Linked DNA regions of Rattus norvegicus: region 1 is linked to region 2. The links are chromatin contacts, called in public Hi-C maps. All regions are on one chromosome and are shown on one strand. The core of a region is the stretch at or near the end of the contact, and the rest is flanking DNA. Distances in the headings are between cores, read along the strand shown. Region 1 overlaps LOC103693508 (a long non-coding RNA gene). Region 2 overlaps LOC134481049 (a long non-coding RNA gene).

The links. A called contact is a pair of places that touch in the nucleus more often than the background predicts.
Region 1: a contact with region 2 is called in a Hi-C map of hepatocytes, with 2.9 times the contacts expected there. The contact joins two enhancer-like sites. A contact is called at or near these places in 12 of 12 Hi-C or Micro-C datasets (the A7r5 cell line, the Rat2 cell line, Schwann cells and 7 more).

What each region holds. Positions count from the first base shown.
Region 1 is chr11:29,516,485-29,519,830 of GRCr8, reverse strand. All of the region lies in intron 4 of LOC103693508 (a long non-coding RNA gene), which reads right to left. Among named protein-coding and RNA genes, the nearest start is that of Mir99a, 170 kb to the left of the region's middle. Within about 2 kb of position 1,395, at least 2 of the 93 cell types and tissues checked have an H3K27ac peak or open chromatin away from gene starts, as enhancers often do.
Region 2 is chr11:29,304,107-29,308,007 of GRCr8, reverse strand. All of the region lies in intron 2 of LOC134481049 (a long non-coding RNA gene), which reads left to right. The region is part of intron 1 of LOC103693508 (a long non-coding RNA gene); the gene reads right to left. Among named protein-coding and RNA genes, the nearest start is that of Usp25, 220 kb to the right of the region's middle. Within about 2 kb of position 2,552, at least 3 of the 93 cell types and tissues checked have an H3K27ac peak or open chromatin away from gene starts, as enhancers often do.

The DNA of each region.
Region 1 (3,346 bases), core at 146-2,645, 210 kb before region 2:
TTTTAGTATCCCCTCAAGGTTACCTATGAAGTGAGGTAGAAATCTAATAAATTGATATTTTTTTTAATAAATCATTGAATGGAGTGCTTCGTCACATTATAAGTTAATTCCACAATAAAGACTATTCTACGATAGGTCTTCACTTCTGAAATTTCTCTGGTCAACCATCCAAGGTTTTAGCTATTCAAACTCTGGCTGACTGTGAACAGCCTGAGAACATCATCACCAGTGAGGCAGGAGGTAGGATTTCTAGCTCCTACAGCCTGAATCTGGATAGATCCCCACCATACGGTATACATTGTAACTTCTGAGCACATATCATATAAGCTATCTTAAATTTCGAGAGTCATTTTCTGAGGAAATGGAAAGCCACCTGCCTTCAAACATGTAAAGAGAAAACCGTATTCTTTGAAAAATGATATTTGAATGTGGTGCTTCATATGGCGAATCAATCAGATACATGGATGAAACCTCCTTCCTCTTTTCCCCATACAGAGACCCAGCTTATTCTTTGAACAAACTCCTGAAATACATGATACGAGGTTCTGGTTCCTATTTAACTCCTCGCAGTACCCTAGCTGTGGCCTGCCCTTCAGGTTCTGAATTTCTGTGGCTCAGACATCGGTAGAAAAAGAACAAGGATTAGCTGTTGCCACTAGAGGGCAGTAACAACAATTTAATAGTACAAAGCGTGTTCCTGCTGTCACCGGCACAGGGAAACAGGGAGTTTGTGTGGGTGAAGTTTCCAAAGCCTCTGGTTCTAATAGAAGGAACAATGACTTAGGATAAATTAACTAAAACTTTTTAAAATTGATGTCATGTTCAAATTAAGCTCTGCAAATTTTTCAAGATTAAAAAGTCTTGTTTGCCTATCTTACTCCTAGCTATGATAATAATTTTCTCTGGTAAGATCTTGAAAATAGGTGGCTGTTTATTGAAAAATAGACCCCCTTAGCATACCTATCAAAAACAACTTATTATTGAGGATTTAGGACCTTTCACTTTTTTATGAGATTACTCATACATAATTTCTAAGTGCAAATGTTCAGAATTTTCATGGAAAAATTACATGGGATGGACAAATTCATGTTTTACTAGCTATCCTCCTCATAAACACTCAATGCGCACCATGAGAAAATGTCCTATCAAGTTAAATAGTAATAGGAGGAGATCCAGGCGATCATATAAAATGACGTAGAATTTTAGCACATACAAATGCAATTCTACTGATACCCCATCTAGCATTTAAATATGACTGCTCGCATTCTGAATGATTTCACATGAATTTTCTTAGGGGAAGGGAAGCTTCTTAATCAAACTGTGAGTTCCTTTGAGGATGTAATTATGCAACCTCATTGTAGTTCTTGAGGCTCCAGGAAGTGAGAAACACATGTTAATGTTGACCAAGCTGTCCTATAATAACCTTTAGTAGACTGGAAAGTGCAAGGCCAGTGCTTCTCTGACCATGAAGAGAGGCTCACCTATCTCTTTCTGAGTGCTTTATATATCTAACAAGAAACAAAGGGGAAAAAAAGATATTAAGACGTGCGTAATGTATTATTTGAGCCAATATGTACAAAATCACAAAGTCAAGGGAGGTTTATAGAAATTTCTAGAAGCTTACACTCAATGCTTGTGCTTCTGTTTTGTGATGGGTAACTGGCAGTTCTCAGAAGTGCCTGGCACCTTGGCCATGCAGTAAGATGCCCTGCTCTAGACTGATTCCTAGAAGAAACAGATTGTTGGGAAGTGAGATGGGCGCTAAAGCAATGGACCCACAGTGAAGAGTGAGATGCTGTGTTCAATCAAACTTGAAACGGTTTGCCTGCAGTCCAATCTAGGTTGTCTTGGTTTATCCATAACAAAGATTTCTACTTTTCTAAAAATATATTTTTTATTTATTTAGCTATCAAGGATGGATGATGTGTTTGGCTGGTACTTAGAGCTATGTAGTAAGAAAAATACTCATATTACAGCACTGGACTTTCACAAAGAACAAAATTGAGCCTCCAGTGTTCTATGGTCAGGAAAATAAGCTAATTACTAACTCTGAGCTTGCCACATACCAACACTGTATTAAAGAATCCATATTTCACTTAATGCTGTTGTGAATGGCTCTCCCACACATGATCTCATGGCCATTTGAATTACCTGCTCCAGACCACAATTCCATCATGAATAAGAAAAGGGTCTTGTTGGTGGGTACCAGAGGAGGAAGAGTAGGGATATCCTTTAGGGATATGGCAGTGGATTGATAGCTCATGCCCCCGTGAGTGCTCATTACATGAACAGCAGTAAGTAAACTTATGGGACTATTAATACCAATAACAATTAAAATAAAAGAATGTGAGGTTTGAGAGCAGACAAGTGGGTATATGATAGGAAGTTGAAGATGGTGGCATTTAGATGTGACCAATAAGCATTACGTAAGTGTATGAAACTTTCAAAGAATAAAAATATTATTTTAAAAGTTAAACTAAAATCACTCACTATAATTCTCTCTGTTTATAAGCACCTACTATAAACATTATCTGATGAACTACTATAACTCCTCACCCTTCCCTCAGTCGCTTTTTATCTAACATAGTGAAATTTTTAAAATGTAGACAAATTCATTTACTTCAACCAAATGCCTGAATGGCCTCCATTTTAACTAACATTCAGTAATTCTGGACCAGAAAAACAACTCAGCAGGTAAACAAACTTGCCACCAAGACTCATGGCTGGAGTTTGATCCACTGAACTCACAAGATGGAAGAGAAAATCAAAACCTACAAGAGGTCCTATGACTTCCACGAGCCCACCTTTATACCAGTTTGATGATGCAGTTTTACACACACACACACGCACGCGCAAGCGCACATGCACATGTACACGCACATACACACACAAACCCAAACAGAAATGAATACATGTTATAGAAAGAAGGAAAATGTTTTTCTCCATGGCACAACAGGGGCTCACCTTTTCCTGTTAGTCTCTTTATTCTGTACAAATAAATGGTATTGTTCCTGTCTTTTCCCTCTGTAAAATGCTCCTTTTAGGATAACTATCACAACATACCCCCCTTCTACTTTCACTTTTCTCCTCAGCTGCTATCAATTTCAAAAGTTTTCCCAACCAAAATAATGCTACACCCTTTCCATAGCATCTTATCCATTTTCTTTATTTTTTTATGTATTCAACTTATCAGAATATTGGTTTGTTATTTTCTATTTAATATTTGTCCTCTCTCCACTTTTTCTTTACTTCCCACTTATATGTAAAAACTTGCTTTCTGGTCTTCTATTCACTGCTACAACCATAATGTTTTCAAAGGTATCTGGTTCATAGTAAGTGCTTAATA
Region 2 (3,901 bases), core at 1,303-3,802:
GAGTTAGAAGCAGGGTAAAATCACTAACCTCACAGGTCTACCTTCATGAGCAGTAGACAAAGTTAAATGGAAATCCAACAGAGGAAGCAAGGTAGATCCGTGTCCTATGTACAGATGTTCCACAGTTGAACCTGGGAGGTATTAACTCTCTCCAGTAAGCTAGTCATGCACCTAGAGTGGTGCCACTTTCAGTACTCAAGTGTGCTGAACTTCAACACCAAGCTTTCTTCAATAGATGTTCCATATTCTTTAACTCTCCAGTATCCTAGCAACTCCAATGGATCTTAGGGCTTCACCTTCTTGAGTTTAGATACAGCCATCTCAGGTAGTCTCATGTAGGCAATCTGTTGTCTCTGCATATTTCATGTCTTTTCTATACTACTTTTCTATAGAACCTTGCCACAAACTTCTGCCCTTTTGTGACTTCTTAACTGTTGCATTCTGCATGCCCAAAAGATGAGTACCATGTGGCTAATCTTACTTCCTGCTGGCAATTCAAGATATACCCTGGTCCACTTTGACCCAAACTACAGTCACCGCCTGATGCTTGTGTGTTCAGAGTTGAGGAAATATCTCTACAGACATCGTTGTTAGAGTATAAATTCCTGTGGTCACATTTTTTTAAAGAAATGTCATACAAATGGATCTTTCTACTTATAAACTGGAACCTTTGATAAGTAGGGTTTGCCCTCAAGACATCTTTTTCCTCTTATTTTAATGCTAAGTCAATGGATTATCTTGGGTGAAGCAAATCAATAATAGATACAACTGTCTTGCCCACACCTACATTCTCCACAAGCTAAAGGAACTCACATACTCTTTCTTCCAAACTGGCAGGTTTCTCTGATCTTGCAGTCACATGGTTTGATTTGTTCTGGATTCTTATGTAAACCTAAGACCATCCAGGCCATAATCAGGTCACAGTCTGAACTCTGTGTCATCCTCAACTGCCCTCCCTCAAATAAATTAGTCCAAAAACTTTCAATCAAACTTAATTCAATTTTCAGAACAGAAATAGTATATGTTCCTAAACACATATAAGTACTATATTATTCTTTTCCCAATACAGTCATTTTTCTCATTTGTAATATTATATGCATAGTTTTTACCCTCTATTTTCATCAGATTTTGGTCTCCCAAATTCTCAACAGAATCATTCATTAAGCTCTGTTTACAGTTTTCTGGGGGCTCTTCTAGCCAACATCTGCAGTCTCTTCCACAATCATCCCATAAACAAACTGCCTAAGATTCACAAGCTCAACAGCCCAATGCAGCAATCCAACATCTAGAACCAGTTTTTTGTGTTAGTTACTTTAATCATCATAACAAAACTATTTGATAGAAGGAGCTCAAGAGACAGAGAGTTGATTATGCTTCACCATTTCAGAGGAAGCAATATCAGTGAATGCATGATGAAAAGACTCCATGGCAGCAAGAGTATATGGCTGTATTTTCTTATGTGGTGGCAGAACCACAAGCAAGACAGGAAGTAGAAAATCGTTAAAGAGGCTCAAAGTCCATTCCAAGTTATCCACATCTAGCTGATCACACAACCTCCCTAAACAAAGTAACCAGCCGAGATTCAAAATTTCAAGCACATGATTCTGGGGGAGACATTTCATCTCTATATGGAAACAGTATGTGTAGAGATTGTTAATATTCCTTATTCAGGAAGATACTGTAGGGCTTGTGATATTTACCTGTTAGGCTAATGTAGTGGAGACTGTTATAAATGGACAATATTACTATATGACGAGCATTAGGACACAGGTATCATGAGACATTGCATTCCACTGACTTGCTTTACTGTTTTTCTTCAGCACACACAATAGTTTATCAGGGTTTTTGTGTTTTTGTTTTTGTTTTTGTTTTTGTGAGGGCTAGTTTTATGTCATCTTGACACAAGGTATAGTCATCAGAAACTATTTGACAAACAACAGAAACAACAACAAAAATGTCCTCAATATCAGGCTGTATGCAAGAATTTTCTGCATTAGTGATTGATGGAGGATGGCCCAAGCCTTTGTGGGTGGTACCACCCCTAATCTGGTGCCCTGAGTTTTATAAGAAAGCAAGCAGAGGAAAAAGCCAGTAAGCGTCATTCCTCCGTGGTCCCTGCATCATCTCCTATGTACAAATTCCACCCTGAGAGTATTTCTGTGTTGACTTCCTCCAATGATGAACAGTGATGTGGAAGTACAAGCCAATAAGTCCTTTCCCCTTCAGTTTGCTTTTGGTCATAGTGTTTCACCACAGCAGTAAATTATAAGACATTTTTCAATAAGTATTTGGTGAAAATTTACATGCCAGATTTTTTTGTTGATATTGATCTAGACTAGAATACACATGTAAATAGTGGGTGAGCTTAAATCGGTGTTATTTCTGGCATGACCAACACATATTTTTGAAACTTGTTTCTCACCAGTTGCTGTAGTACATGACACGGTTAGGCTGAAGAGACAGAGACAGAAGGGACAGAGTTTGAGTCTGAGTTTGCGTTTGTGGAGAGTCTGGGCTACGGTCCAGGAACTGGACAGATGACTCAGCAGTTCAAGCGCTTGCTGCTTTCAGAGGACCCGTGTCAGGTTTCTAGCAGCCACGTGAAGTGGCTCACAACTGACTAGAATAGCGCCACCTCCAGAGGATGTAACTAATGCCTCCATCCTCCAGGGGTCCCTGCGCTCACATGAACATAGCCATATACAGACAAACATCTACTTATAATTAAAAACAATAATTTAAATCTTTGAAGATATTTTTAAATAAATTTATTTATCCATGTAGTACACACAGTTTCAAAGCCAAAACAAAAGTTATAGTTTGCACTACACAAATGTCCTCATTGAAGAATTATACACAGGGGCTGGATCATTGACTCAGAATCTGAGCAGTATATCTCTTACAGGGACCACGTTTGATTCCTAACGTCTAGAAGGCAGCTCACAACTATTTGTAACAACAGCTGTAGGGAATTTTATGCCTTTTCTGACATCTATGGGCTCTTCGTGCATCTGATACACATACATACATGCAAGAACATACACCACACACACACACACACACACACACACACACACACACGCTACTAAATATATAATTTTAAAACTCTTTAAATTATATATGAGAATGTTTGAAAACATACTTTAACCAGGATGTCAAAAGTTTATGTTATATGTTGACGGTATAATTCATAATTTAAATGAATAAAATTAAAAAGAATCATAAAGGGTCACCATGGTATGTGATAAACCAGAATTATCTTGAAGAAAATGGAATGTTTGCCCTCTATAATATGCTGAAGCCTATTCCCAAAAAGGTGGTATATCCAGTTAATCAATTATAGAAGGTTAATTCAATCACAGAAATCAAATTTAAGTAAGCTTAGTGAAGAATTTAAATAGTACATGTCCATCCGTGTAGCAGGTATAACAAGTCCCAGGCCAACCTGACTACACAGACCAGCCCTATATCAAAAATTAAAAGTAAGTTAAAAGTTAAGTATATTCTAATGCCCCCCCCCCGTGGTGCACAGCATAATCTCTGGTGATGTTTCATAGGGCATTTACTAATTGCTACAAATGAAAGGCTATAACAGAGAGTGTTTAAAAGCAGCAATGCTCCTGAGTAACTTAAAATGGAGCATGAGGACTGGGAGGTCAGTGGGTAAATCTCTCACCATGCAAGCATAAGGATATGAATTGAGATCCCCAGCACACACATAAAACAAAGACACAGAGGTTGCACATCAGATCCCTGGTGGTGGGAGTTGGAAGAAGATCATTATAGCTCATATCTTGCTAGCCTACCAGTGGGCTCCAGGTTTAGTGCAACCCACGTCTCATAGAGAAAAATCAAGGAAGATGTATAATGTCAACATCTCCCTTCCAAATGCATGTTCACA